2 separate regions of the Zea mays genome follow, and region 2 is linked to region 1. Evidence: chromatin contacts called from public Hi-C data. All regions are on one chromosome and are shown on one strand. The core of a region is the stretch at or near the end of the contact, and the rest is flanking DNA. Distances in the headings are between cores, read along the strand shown. Region 1 holds the start of LOC103632635 (ABC transporter A family member 7). Region 2 holds the start of LOC100275708 (Isochorismate synthase 2 chloroplastic).

Region 1 (7,427 bases), core at 1,341-3,840:
CAGGCTTCAGAAAATGTCCATATAGCACAAAATATAATCATGTATATAAATGCGTGCAATTTTTGAACGGGCAGCTAACTATTTGTTTCTTTTAATCATACTATAAAAAGAGTAGACCTAATGCCGAAGGCTCCCAGATGAGTGGGGTTTGGGGAAGGGATAAACTGAGGCAAGCTTTTTTTTCCCGCAAATGCCGAGAGACTGCTTCGATTCCGAGACCTAATAACTCTATGAGACAACTCTCACCACTGAACCAGACCTGCCCTTCAACGTGGCAACATGAAAGTGTAACACACATATATATAATGATGAGAGTTTGTACAAGCATCTGGCATGTTGTTATTAGTGTGCTCCTACCACCATCCAAATAAAAGGGCCATAGATTTGAGCCTATTTATGAGTGTTTTAGAGCAGTGTTTTAAATAGCAGGATAAGAGATTTATCCCCGCACTTCTCAAAATCGCAAATATCGGGATATATCGAGATATATTGGGATATATCGGGATATATCGTGTCAAATAGCATAACTTTTCACTGCTAAAAAGGCTATATTGGGATATATCGGCCGTTGTAACCGGATATTTAAAACCTTATTTCAGAGTAAGATCCATCATATGCTATAGCAGTACTAGTTCAAGATCAAACATGGAAACTTCACCAGTCCCTAGACTGAAGCTGCAAATTGTTTTTACATTTTCCAACCTAAAACCATCAACCAGCATTTTATGGAAAGATACTTATACTTACTGAGCTGAAAGGGTATGCCCCCAGTATTATATGTAATGGTCTGTGACATGACAGGTGTGCACTCAGGCTGGATCACATACAATGTACGACCAGAGAAAAATGCAGGCTCTAGCAACTGTGTGTACCATGGCTGTGTATCTGAGCCCTAGGACAAAATGAAGCCAACGATAACCACATAAACCAAAACATGAAGCAGCAAAATTTACAGGCGGGTTACTTGGTTGGTAATTGAGGGAGCTCACAGCGACTATCTTGGAGAAGAGATCCAGTAAATCTGTTGCATTCAAAGACGGAGAAAGGACAGGAAACAGCCCTCTTGATATAGCTGACATTTCGAAAACATTTACTCAAGGATTACGAACATAGTCACCAAAGTGTAAGCATTTCAAAGTGTGTTTTAACTGTACTATGACAAGCACATACCTTCTGCAACCGCTCTGTCCTTCCCAGTGACAAGGACAGTTGCAGGGCAAGACCAGGAGTCACGGCAAAATGGATCAGGCAAATCATTAAACGGTTGGGAGAACGTCCTTGCAGCCCGGAAATCAGCACGGGGGATCTGAATCAGGGCTGGCCACTGTGGCGGGCTGGGAATCGGACAGCTCCCCACCTGATCCAGCGTCGAGTACTGAATGCCACACTCTTTCCTTACGCACCTTCCGTTGGCACTGGTCTCGAGGCAGACGCAACCGCATTTGTACTTGGGCTTGTCAAGCTCGCTGTTGATGACGTTCTGGAGCACGATGAGAAGCACGCAAATCAGGATTGGGAAGAAAGTGATGCCGATGTTTGTCTTGAGGTTCCGTTTCTGCAATGAGGACAATATAAAAATCAGGCGCTGCCCATGGAGACGTAACGAGCTTTGGCTGTTTGGCATTGCTTCATGTAAAAAAACATATTATAAGCACTTCAGCACTTGTTAAGAAAAAAAACTTGGCCAGTGAAGGAATAATCGTCCTGCCGGTATAATGCCTAAGGTCGGGAGAGAATGACATTGTAACACGAGAGCGGATAAGGTACAACAAAGGTAGTTTTTAACCACACTAAAAAATTCGTCTCCCAGTGAAATCGAACTTTGGGTCTTCAAGGTGATATTTGGAGCTTTTAACCGCCAGGCTAGAGCAGCACTTGTTGCGAAACTGGTATCAAATGCAGAGCGTGCAATGCACTGGATAAATTCCAAAGAATAAAGGAAAACGAAAATTTAACTAGAATAATCTGTAGCATTTTTTGCTTGCCCACTGGGCATTTATCATGCTGATGTACCCTTTGCATTCACAGGAGAAGAAAGGCCAACACACCAAAGGCTACCTACCCGCCTTGGTTCACCTAAAACACCACGCACACAGATTGGACCCAACCCAGAGACAGAGACCGCACAAGATCCTCTGAAATCGAAACATATGAGACTCGAGCAGCTCTTTGCTGATCAAACAGGTGCTTCTATCCCCCTCAAGGTCCGCCAAAGGAAAATCCACGAGCACCTCGCAGGCGGGACGAGCTGAACTACGTCTATAGATTAAGTGGAAGGGAAGCGGGAAAAGATGAAGTGGGGGAAGAGCGGTGGTGCCTGTACCTGAACGCAGAGGTTCTTGCGGAGGAGGGCGTTGGCCTGCGTTGCGAAGCTCGCGGGACCCCTCGGGGAATCCATGGCCGGGCGGGCGGCGGCGAAGGAAGGAGAGCCGTGAAGACGTTCAGAAAAAAAAGGCGAATCCGGGTGTAGATGGAGACGTCAGGGGCGGATACGTTCCACTTTACCCGCTTTTATATGCTTTACCCCTCGACTCTTGCCTCCCGCCAAGCGGTTGAAATTCCACAAAACGAAACCCCGAAAACACCTCCACGTTCGGTTCGGTCTCGACATAGATAAACTCGAGGATAAGTGCAACCGAACAAGATTTTAGGGATAAGTGCACACTGTAATATTATTGGTGTTACAATAACTAAAACTTAGACATAACATTATGTATGTTACACGTAAAGTGCATCCACTAGGCTAAAATCTCAAAACAAGTTATTATGTGATGACTTGAAGTGCTTCTTAACCCTAAAACAGGGTACTTAACCAAGGGATAGAGGTGTGTAGGTGTGTGTGATACTAAATTAAGTATTATCTCAAAAGTTAGTGGAATGTTCATATGAGGCTAAACTTGGTGGATTTGAGTGGCACACAAACCCTAGAACACTCAAAACCCTAATAAGAGCCCTAGAAACCCTAATTTGTGATCTATGATATGCGATCAATTTCTATACACTTTTGGACCAAAGTGCATGTATCAAAGTGGTAGAGTATAAAAAACTAAGCAACTTTTACATTGGAAGATTTTCATGTGTAGTGGAACAAATTGGAGTAATTTGTAAAAAGCCCCAATGGCACCATATGGCCTAACTCTGAAAAACAGTGTGATTAGGTCAAGTTTGTGCCTTTGTATCTCTTAATCCATGAAGATTTTGCCCTAGGTCATTATAAAAAACTTGTAGAGCTATCTTAGTAGTTCAAGATTGATTAAGTGTCTAAGCCTTGGAGCTATATGGGAATTGGAGAAAAATGGACTAAAAGTCAGGTTGTTAGTCGGATCAGGCACTGAAGTTTGACTGACAGTGAACTCCGATGAACTTTGGAGCCAATTTGAGCTTGATCGGGTGAGCAAATGACCAGGGTTCCTATGACCGAATTGAAGCTGGTACATAGGTTAATAACTTTGATGTAATCCGGTCAATAGCTCATCACACAGAAATTTAAGAAAAACACCCCTGAACTTGCTCTGTCATGCGCACTGAAGGAAGTTTGCGATAGTATAGTAACTGAACAAGATCACTGATTCAATGAATCTCGTCGCCGGGAACCCACGCCGTGATTCACGCCGGCCGTGCGATTCGTGCTCTGTGGCACGCGGATAACGACTTGCGGTAAAAGATTTCGGCACGGGGATGAGCTTGGGCAATGTTACTGCTCAGTTCGCCGTACCCACTTGCGCAACGACGTGGCCGGACGGTCATCGTCGTGGTGATCACCGTTTATCGCGATTGCGCCACATCGTGACCCTTTCACCACATAGCTATGATCGTGGCAAGCTTAGAATTACCATCCTCGAGCCGTTGTATCAGTGAGTGCCACGATAGTTGCTCCGGTGACTCATTCTCCCATCACCGCGAGCACTTCTTCGTTCAAATTCGTCGTACTCGAGGTCACCCTCTATAAATTGAGTGTTCGGTCTGCTCCGCTAACTTTTTACGAAGCCAAAGCACCGCTCCTCGCCCATGATTAGCCACCGTAGCCCGCAAATTTGGATTTTCCCCCAAATCGGTCTGCAACGTCGCCGTGAGACACCCCACCGTGGCCAACCATCCTCAGGTCCGTTCATCCCCTTCTGTGTCGTGTTTAAGCATCCTTGACTATTAACGTTGCTCATCACCTAACCAATTGAATGCTACCGCACTGGATCATCGAGAACACCTTAGCCCGTCCTCGGTTTTCGTCGTTGTCGTGGGCAAGGGGATTTTAGGTTAGATTAGTCTAATTAGGGCATGGACTAGGCTCGCCTGGGATCGGGGATGCTGATCTGACGCTCGGTTTCGACAGTCGTCGCCATTTGAGGTGAGTCCCAGCGAGGGGGTGGTCGGTGGACGACGGCGTCGTCGCCAGGGACCCGGTTGGTGAAGAAATAGAAACCCAAGGGTTTAAGTGAACATGTCAGTGAGACATGTGAATAGGGTCTAGGGATTCTTTGCAGGATTTTCAAAAGGCCAAGGGCCTCTGTGCAAAGTCGCCAGCGCGGACGCGCGCGGGAGCTTTTCCCCGTTCGCAGGCTGACTTGGGCCGGATTCAGCCCATCGCTGTTCATTTTTTTCCTTTTCATTTTACTGCCAGATTAGAAAATGTGTAGAAAATAGTAGAAAAATGATAAAATTATAAGACCAATTTTTCCAGACTCCTAAAATCATCTAGTATTTAATAAAAATAGTTCCAAGATTTTTATCCCAAGCCTGGAATTATTTAGTATTTAAAGATGCTCAAACCAAGCCTTTTAGAATTTTAGAAATAATTTAGTAGCTCCAAAAATAGTAAAACTTTTTGGGTAGGCTTAGTATGATGATTGAAGACCTTGAGTGAAATTTGAAATGATTTGGACATTGTTTGGTCACAAACCCAATAACTAGCCTTCTAGAGTTAATTTACTTAACCCTAAAATAATATTAACATAGGAAGCCCTAGTAATTAGTAGGTACCGTGAAGGAAAGTTGTATTCAAGATACAACTTAGTATGTTTCTACTATGTAACTGCATATTCATAACATCACATAAGCATTCATGTACATGTACTGTCGTGTATAGAAAACGAGGAAGAGATTGTGGTTGAAGAAGAAGTTGTCACTCCAGCTGAGAATCCTCCAGCCGAGAATAACATATACTTTGACATCTGTGGAGTAGACCCGGAACCTCCTGCAACACAAGGCAAGCCCCGGTGCATTTACCCCTTTCCTTGTTGTTTTAAAATCTTTATCACCTTATATGATGCATTAGGTGATAGGAGTTGTGTGCTAAACAATTGATGCATTTCCTTCCTTAGAAAATTGGTCACCATTCCTTGATTCCATTTTATAAAAAGGATTTTTATGAGGCTTAGACTTGCTTTAGAGAACAAAATGTTTTGTTTTGAACAAAAGGTGATGCTTCACATGAGATGGGATTTTACAAAGAAAAGACTTGTGATGGTGAATCCATCATGGCAGTGATGGATTCAACATCTGAAAAGATGTACCTCTGCCAGGTACCAAAGTTTGGGTTTAAAATGATAAAGACAAGACCGAGTTTTCGAACCCATGTTGTATTAGTTGATGAAACAACCGAGTTCTGCTGTTTCTGCTCAAAGGTGGTGCCGAAGCAGGAGGAAGATCACTAAACTTGTTTGGGGGAGGGTGTTTTGCCTCCCAATAATGTAAATAATAAGTTCCACACTCAAACACCCGATTATGTAATAAATACCCTTTCTATATTTTGGTATGAATGTAAATTATATTATTGTAATCCTTTCTGCTCATTTTTTCTCCGATTTTGTGTAATGTCTGCGTGATGGGTTAAGCGCTCTTAGGCGATTTGATGAAGATACAGATAACCGAACTTGTCGAGTCATTATGCGCACCTGCATGACTGTCTGAGGTCCTTAGGATAAGGACATCTATAGGTGGGCCTACTACCTTGGGAGGTTCCGTCACACACATTGTCCACCATTTGCATGATGAAAGTAATAATGATGGTATTGATTTACCTTTTTTCATTTAAGATGTGTTTGGTGGATGTACAAGAAAAAATGGAAGAAGACGGCTACATTTTCTATAATGTTTAGATGAGAGTCACGTGGGGCAAGATGAACATCGAAGCAACTTTTGGTGGCAGCGTGATCCCAAAAAATTGAGGGGACGGTGTCGCCCCCGTCTCATCCTACTTTGATCTCAAACTAAACACATCTTTAGATTCGCATCCTTAGATTCGCATGAGACAAATTAAATCGGGTTAGCACTTCTTGACCTCACACATTAGCAGATTATAGCCTCTTTAATAGGGCTCTTACTTCTCTAAAAACATCTTTAGCTCTTCTGGCTTCTAGCTTTTCTAGATGAGCCAGAGTTGTTTGTGAAGTTGTTCGACTGCTTTTATAGCAGCGCCACTGCTCACTATTTATACAATGTTTTGTATATGCACATGTCAGCAATAGCAGCTCGAGCGACTAGCTTAAAGCCAGCTGAACAACTTGTGTAATTCGTTTGGCAAAACAACTTACCTTATATTTCTTTCGAATGGTGTATGAGAAAAGTATAGGACAAGTCAGTAAAACCACGTTGGTTATGTTCCTAAAAAGGGTAAGAATGATGTTGCAAAGCAAAATTCCATATTTATGAAGGAATGTGACAAAATGTGTCACAAGCGCCACAAGAAGGGACATATCAAGAAAAATTGTCATAAGTCCAAGAATGTATCCTCCATGCATCTTGATCATTGCTATGTCCTTACTCATAATGCAAATGGGATGCTAAATTTGTTGGTACCTCAATTGTTGGCAATAAAAAGAAAGCCATTTGGGTGTCAAATACCTTAGTCACTAACATCCAAGGGTCCAAACAAGTTTGGGTACCTAAAAGAGATTGATTTCCTTTTTGTAGGTGAACTGCAAGGCGTGAGGGAATCATTGAGTGTTGGATAGTGGGTGCACTCAACACATGACCGGGGATATGAGGATGTTCACCCAAATGAGTGAGAAAGGTTGCTTGAATTATGATAGCATCACATTTGAAGACAATCACAAAGGAAAGGTCAAAGATTTAGGTAAAATTGCTATCTCAAATGATCATTCCATATCAAATGTGCTTTTGGTTGAGTCTCTATATTTCAATTTGCTATTCGTAGCTTATGTGATTTAGGATTTAGTTCCAATTTTACCGTTGATGATGTTCTTATCTCTAGTGTTGATGGTAGCAATCTTATGTTTAAAGGTTTTAGATATGAAAATGTTTATCTTGTTGATTTTTCATCTAGTGAGGTAAAGCTTACAACTTGTCTATTTTGTAGGGCTTTACTAGGTTGGTTATGGCATAAAAGACTTGGTCATATTGGTATGAAACAATTCAATCAATTAATCAAACATGACTTAGTCCGTGACTCGAAAGATGTGAAATTTCAA
Region 2 (7,427 bases), core at 3,517-6,016, 470 kb before region 1:
AGAGGATTTGATGCTTTGATTGTGTCTTTGGAGTGTATTCTTTGTTCTTGTATTGAATGAGAAGAGTGAGAAGCTTGGATGGCTTGAATGGAGGTGGTTGGGGGTATTTATATCCTCCAACCACTTTCTAGTCGTTGGCTGACTTTGTTGTCGATGGGCACACCGGACACTGCACTGTTCATTGTCCGGTGCGTGCCACGTCAACCGACCGTTGGGGTTTGGAGCTGTTGACCGTTGAAGTCCTTTGTCCTCTTGCGGCACCACAGTCCGGTGGTGCACCGGACAGTACGGTGCATTCTGACTTTGCAGACTGGCTCTGACTTCTGACGGTCAGACTGTACTGCAGTCGACCGTTGGTGAAGTTGACCGTTGCTCCATTGGCGCACCGGATAGTCTGGTGGCTCACCGGACAGTCCGGTGAATTATAGCAGATGAGCTCTAAGAAAACCCGAGAGCGGTCAGTTCGCGAGGGTTGCAGCCTAGGGCACCAGACAGTGTCCGGTGCGCCACAGGCTGCGCCAAATCTTGTATGCTCCTTTGTAGAATTCCCCAACTCAATTTCGTTGTATGTGAATGTGAACTTTATGCACCTAATAAAAAAACATTCACTAGGCAAACTAGTTAGTCCATATGGTTTAAGATGGACGTCAAATACTAAAATCAATTATAGGAAATGTTGAGGTCATTTCCCTTTCACCGCCCACCACGGGCACATCTGATAGCCTCTAGCTTGCATGCCATGAAGAGGTAGCTAGGTCCTACCGATTGCGCCACCATGTCATCACCAGGAAATCACCGCTCGGCCGCTAACAGTCGCACAACCACCACGCCGCCAGCAACAGCAGAGCAAGCCGCCATCAGTCGTGCCACCATGGCACCCCCGATAAGACAAAAGCAGTCCAAGCCAAAAGCCACATCGCCACCCCCACGTCGACGCGCTACGCCCTTCACCCACACACCACTATGACTCCGACGAGCACAGCCACCGCGAGGGTCACACTCCCGCCATCAGGAGCGGCGGTCCCATATCCGCGCAATAGGGCCGCAACTATCGGCTACGACGCGGATCCAGTCGGACCGCCAACAGTCGCTGCTCCGCGAGCAAGCAAGACCACCGTCATCGCGCCTCTGTCTGCGATGCTCACGCGGGCACACGGCTCCACCATGGTCACCAAGAGCACGCCCTAGCCACGTGTTCCCTCCCCGTGTGGATCAAGTCGCACGCGATTCCAACTGGGCAGATGCCTCGCCGCCGCTGTCCTGGGGCCCACGCGGGCATCCCGGCCAACCCCTTTGGAAGTGATGAGACGGAGAGAAGGGGGGAGTGGGGCGGCGGCTAGGGTTTGGTGCCGCCCGAGTCACCCACGCGAGGATACTCTATTGCTAGTTGTCACATTCACGCACTGATTCAATCAAATAGTTTATGTTGTAAACATATTTTTGTTACATTGAACAATTTCCCATTCAGGTTCAATCAATGTATTTTTCAGCACTGCCGCTGTTCTGGATTCCATAATTACACAAATCCAACTGAATCCCCCTTCTAGCTTACTATATCAAACAAACAATTGTATAAATAACTCGCTAAATGAATGCCGAACTTTGTGATGACTTTCTAGTTTCTTCTGTACTTCTCTATTCAGATCACCGTTCCCAGATTTTCAGCCTCTTGGTAGCGAATAGGTCGTTCTTGGTACCGCAACAGCTTTGCAAACTGAAAATGACCCAAAAAACTGGATGCATTAGCCTTACTATTTAGTTAAAAACCCAGCACGCTACTTGCCATGAATTCGTCAAAATGGTACCTGAGATGCTTTGAGATCAAGCTCATCCCATTCAAAAGATGGGTTTGTACCTTCAACGATCCCCGCACCGGCGTACACCAGAGTGCTGTGACCCTGGAACCAAAGTTCGTTTTGTAACTATAAAATCTAACAATTTCGAATCTGTTCAAGTTTAAAAAAGATTTGGAGTTCGGTTTACTTTTCCAAGTAACGCTGATCTAATCCCGACAGCGAACTCGCACTCAGCTCCTCCAAGCCAGCCAACAGGACCAGCATACATTCCACGGTCAAAAATTTCTGTCAGAATATCCAAAAACCTAGTTAGTATGTGTCTAATTTCAGAAAGGCTATGTTCGAACAGAATAATCAAATTTGAGCATACCACAATCCCGTATGAATTGGCGTGCCTCTTCAGTGGGCAAGCCACAAACAGCTGGACTCGGATGGAGGGTGTTTAGAATCTCAAACTGCATCGCCAGCACAAGTTGCTATCGTTACCTTATATGATGTTCACCCAACTCAAGTAGTAGAAGTTTTGTCATAGGTCACCTCATCATCTTCGTTCCTTATTCGCGCAGCTAACTGCGCTGACAGATGCTGGACTCTTGGAAGTTTCCGCAGAGCCTTGCTGGGATGGACAACCACCTCATCACAGATCATCTGCAGATCAGGTTACAGATGCTAGTTCAGTAAATTGCAGGAAACCATACTCTTTCCCCCAACAACCAAAAAAAAAATGCATTCGAGATGTATCAGTATCTCTAGAACTCAACTTGCCTCCAGCTTGTTCTTGATGCTGTCCCGTACTATAGTGAATTCGATGTCCTCTTTGCTACTGCAAGAAGAAAAAAAACATGTATGAGTACTCGCTCAGTTTTTAGTACAAGGTGTTGATCTGAAGCTGACTCCCTCGATCACAGTAAGTTACAGATCCTAAGGAGGGAAAGGAACCTTAGAAGCAAATCCTGACCGATTTGAAAGTCATCTGCCCTTGTCTTCCCTCTTGCCCGAGTACCAGCTAGAGCCTCGCTGGAAATGTTCAAGTACTTCCGATGAAATAGTTGCTCTGGCTATTCAGAATGTTTGCATGAAATGAACATTAGTTAGAAGAAGAAAAAAGCTATATAGCATTGTCGTTACATCCATTTGTTTTTCTCACTAAATAGAAGGGGGGAAAAAACAAAAGTGTGCGGTGCTGATTTTGAAGAATAAAAATAAAAACAAACAAGAACACAGTAAACATACGCTATTTCCGACAAACGCAGGAGCACCCGGTGGCTGTATGCAGAATTGATAAGCATTTTGGCCCTCAGCCTGCATAGTTAGATTACAGAGTGTCAATGCAAATGTCAATGCAAGTGTCAGTAATGTATTTTCAGAAATGTCAATGCAAATGTCAATGCAGAATTGATAAGCATTTTGGCCCTCAGGAACACAGTAAGCATTTGAGAAAGCATGCAGACCTTCAAGCAAGCCAGCAGTTCCACAGGGTCAATGCAAGTGTCAGTAATGTATCTGCTACACCTTGCCAGTACAACCTGTAAGAAAGAAGGTAGGTAACTCCATTCATATTTTCAGATACGCTCTAAACAAATAGAGAACAAAAAACGGCTTACCTTTACCAATTCTCTTTGCCTGCCCTTGATCATATGGAGAGCTTTAGTAACTGCAAGATCCCAAGACGCCTTGGTCGGGACATGATTGAGACTTACGATGGCTGTCTGTAGGCTGGCCTTGTTCGCTTGAACAGAAGAGCAAGGCGATATCTGAGGGAAAAAAAGTACTACAGGCTGTTACAGTCTTCTAGCAGACGGTTAAAAAACCGGACGACGAGGAACGCGCAACACCTTTCGCAGAGTCGATTGGAGCTCCTCCACGGCGTTGTGCCATGTCCATGAGAGCGAGTCGTCCCACGCGATGGTCGTCGCGAGGACTGAGCTCTCCTCGAGCTCATTGAACTCGACCTGCACCAACATACTTGAGACGTTTCGCAAGCAAAATTCAGAGCAAGATGGACAAATGAGGTTTAGCAGTTGCAGATCGAGCAACTTACTTGAGGAACAACGAAGTAGAATGAGCCGTAGTCCTCCCATTCAACGGAAGCGTCACTCGTGGCGTCGAAACGGATGGCGCCATATGCGCGGACCAGTGGACAGTCCCTTGGAAGAAATCTTCATAGGTACACGAATTCGCAAGCGTAACAAGCAGCCAGGTTCAGTATCGACCGTACCAAAACATGGCAAATTCAGAAAATAAGACGATTACCTCTTGATTGCGCGCCAATCAGCTAGAGAAAAGGGCTCCGTCCCTCGGAAGAAGACCGCCGAACCCACGCCCGCGACACTCACCGGCTGCTGCCGATGGACACTGCCGTTGCCGTTGCCGTTGCCGGCGAGGGCGGGCGCGTCGGGCAACGGCGCCCGGGCCGAGAAGAAGCAGCGGGGCAGCGTGGTCTGCGCGTGCAGCCACTCCACGGCGTCCACCCGCTGCGTGATGGGCACCTCGATGCGGATGATGCCGGAGGGCGCGGCCGGTGGCGCTGCGTTGGACCAGAGCGCGTCCACGGCGGCCCTGAGCCGCCCCACTGCGTCGTGCGGCGCCGGCGCGGCCGGCAGCGCCCGCGTCTCGCGCACGCACACCGCGCCGCGGTCCCCGGCGCCCGGCGCGCACCCGTTCATGGACAGCGAGCACGACAAGCGCGCCCATCTCCCCACCTGTGATGCATGTGCACGTGCAAAACATATCAGCGCACGGTCCGCCTGCGTAGGTGACCAAGACCAGAAAAGGCCGAAAGGATCGGAAACGAGGAGCATGCCGTGGTGGCGGACGCCGGGCGCGCGGCGAGCAGCCGGCCCGGGGAGTAGCGCGAGGAAGACGGTGGCGGCATCGGTGCGCGGCGCGGGCGGGCCGGACAGCACGGCGCGCAGGAACACTAGCAGTGCAGCACAGCGGCACGCGCACGTCGCGCCTCCTTCGTGAGTCGCGAGAAGAGATAAGAGAAGATCCGCATGGGGATAAGTGGCACAACCGTTATTCGCTGCTCATGGCGTGGGCACGTGTGCCAATTAGGGATGTTTCTAAAACATCCGACTTGTATCACAAATCTAATATTTTAATATAGATATACATAGAATTTAAAGATAATTTTTGGCAATGTTATTAAGAATATTACGAAGTATTTAAATAAATTTTTATATAATTTTTTATGTACATTATTTTCTCTCTACAATAAAAAAGGTGAAAAAACATTTAAATCCGTATTCGAATAGACATCCGAATTGTATATCAATTATTTAAAAAGATATATAATGAATTTAATGTTAGTTTTTTGTGAAGATTAATAGTCTCAATACTAAAAATAAGAATATAAATTTACATAGCAAATTCTATATGTTATTTGTTCACAATCGAAGAAACAAGACCGAAAATTTGACATCCGAATAAATATCCGGATCCATCCCTAGTGCCAATGTCACGCACAAAATGGAATTTATGGTCCGTTAGCTCCATTTGTACTAAACTTTACTCTACGTTTTAATTCTTTTTAGAGGCTAAATTGTTAAACATAAGTACTAAGGGAGCGTTTGTCAGAGCTCTCATAGCTACACTCCCAGCGAGAATCACTTTTAGAAAGTCAAACGGATAAAAATTAAGTTGCTCCATAGTAGAGAGTGGGAGCTAAAAAAATCTGCTTCCCGCTGTTCCCAACCTACTCCCCACACTCCAACCCCTCAGGAATCATTTCACACATAATTTGTCGAATGGTTTTCGTCAAATAGATTCACTTCTACTTAAGAATCATTTGGAATTACTCTATTGGCCAATTAGCTCTCGGAGCTAGAGAATCATGGAGAAGAGCTCTCCAAACGAGGCCTAAATACTTCTACTCTCTGATTCCTTGAAATATGGACTAAGAAAACTAAAAGTCAAATTAGACAACATGTCAGGTCTACTCGCCATGTCGTCGCCATGCTCATCTCCATGCCACCACCGCCGCTCCTTCCCACGCCGACGACCCTACTCCTCTGTCCTCTCCATGTCTATAGCCCCGCTCCTCTCGATGTCGTCGCCTCTACCCGACTCCATGCCATCAACCCCACTCCTCTCCACGATGTCTCCCTCTCCTCCCCCACAAGGCTACACCTTCAACCCCCCATTCCCTGCTCTTCCCCACGTTTGCAAACCCCACTCCTCCCCACACATCCACCCTCGCTTGTTCTCTTCCCCACGCATGCAAACCCCACTCCCCCCACGTCGTCACCCCTGCTTGTTTCCACGTCATCGACCCAACTCCCCCACGATGGCCTCCTACTCCCCACACCAAAGACCCCCCTTGCCCACGCTTGCAACCCCCACTCCTCCCCACACATCCACCCCGCTCTCCCCACACCGCTGACCCCCTCTCCTCCCCACGTCGCCGACCTTCACTTCTCCACATGCCACTGCTCTTGTTCCTCCCCACCATTGACCCCACTCCACCATGGACACACGACTTCTTTTCTCGAGTTTTTTAGTCTTTGTTTGTGTATTTTAATTGACTTTAGTCTCTAGATCCAAATATAGTAGACTAAAATTTAGTCTTTCAACTAACTTTAGTTCAAGGACTAATGGAAAAAACATGCCCTTACTCCATGTATGTTTAAGATTGTTTTGAGACATGTGTAAAAAATATCATTTTGAATAAAGGAATTAGTATGAATCATATTAGGATTTTACTAAAATCAGTCTAGTTTTATTCAAAAAATGTTTCTGGCAAACGATTTACAAATGGAGCAACGACCAACACGGAGATGCTCCCAAACAAGGTGGCACAAGTAGAGGCTGCCGGACTCAATGAGGAAGAAATAGCGCTTGTAATAAAGCGCTTCAAGACTGCATTGAAGAGACGCAAGGACTGCCCCAACAAGAACAAATCAAGGATGAATCGCTCACGCTTCAAATGCGGTAAGACTGGTCATTTTATTGCTCAATGTCTCGAGAATGAGAATGATCATGTACAAGAAAAGAAAGGGATGAAGGAGAAGAAGAAATTCTATAGAAAGACAAAAGGTGAGGCACATATTGGCAAGGAATGGGACTCGGACTGCTGCTCATCTGACTCTGATGATGAAGGACTTGTTGCCTCCGGCTTCGACAAGTCCTCTTCTTCCCCAACGAGCATCACACTTGTCTCCAACAGTTCTTAATTCTTAGGTTATTAACTTTTTGAAAATTATACTAACTCGATAGTAAATTCATCATTTCTATCACTTAAATCATTTAAAATGCATCACTTGTATACATATACGAACTCAATGGCAGACAAGTGAGTTTATGGTGTAATTGATGAGTAAAACAGGCTATTGGAAGTGTGAAATAACTCTCTAAGTTTAGAGTCTGAGTGTCTGTTTGGCAAAGCTTCGGCTCTGGCTTTTCTCTAGAAAAAGCTAGAGCCCTGCCAAACACCTTTTTAAAAAATGACTTACTAAGAAAAGCACTTAAAAGCCGGAGCCATTTTTGTACGACGAAGAAAAAGCCACAAATAGTAGCTTCATCAGCTCTAGCACTTTAATACATGAAAATAGCTATGGCTCTAGGGTAAGGCGTTTCTGGCAAACGATTTACAAAATGGTTTCAACTCTATAAAAAAAGTTTCTTTTCAGA

Evidence for each region. A called contact is a pair of places that touch in the nucleus more often than the background predicts.
Region 2: a Hi-C map of leaf shows a contact between it and region 1, with 3 times the contacts expected there. The contact joins the promoter of LOC100275708 here to the promoter of LOC103632635 in region 1. A contact is called at or near these places in 4 of 25 Hi-C or Micro-C datasets (ear, leaf, leaf mesophyll and 1 more).

Annotation. Positions count from the first base shown.
Region 1 is chr7:101,679,145-101,686,571 of Zm-B73-REFERENCE-NAM-5.0, reverse strand. LOC103632635 (ABC transporter A family member 7) reads right to left here and starts at 2,590. Exons shown (of 18, transcript XM_008654382.3): 1 at 2,324-2,590; 2 at 1,171-1,555; 3 at 990-1,072; 4 at 748-892. The coding sequence starts at 2,398.
Region 2 is chr7:102,147,325-102,154,751 of Zm-B73-REFERENCE-NAM-5.0, reverse strand. LOC100275708 (Isochorismate synthase 2 chloroplastic) reads right to left here and starts at 4,766. Exons shown (of 14, transcript NM_001149738.2): 1 at 4,600-4,766; 2 at 4,050-4,498; 3 at 3,838-3,955; 4 at 3,632-3,748; 5 at 3,401-3,550; 6 at 3,248-3,322; 7 at 3,030-3,098; 8 at 2,736-2,854; 9 at 2,562-2,619; 10 at 2,334-2,444; 11 at 2,167-2,251; 12 at 1,984-2,081; 13 at 1,806-1,898; 14 at 1,412-1,714. The coding sequence starts at 4,671. The coding sequence ends at 1,640.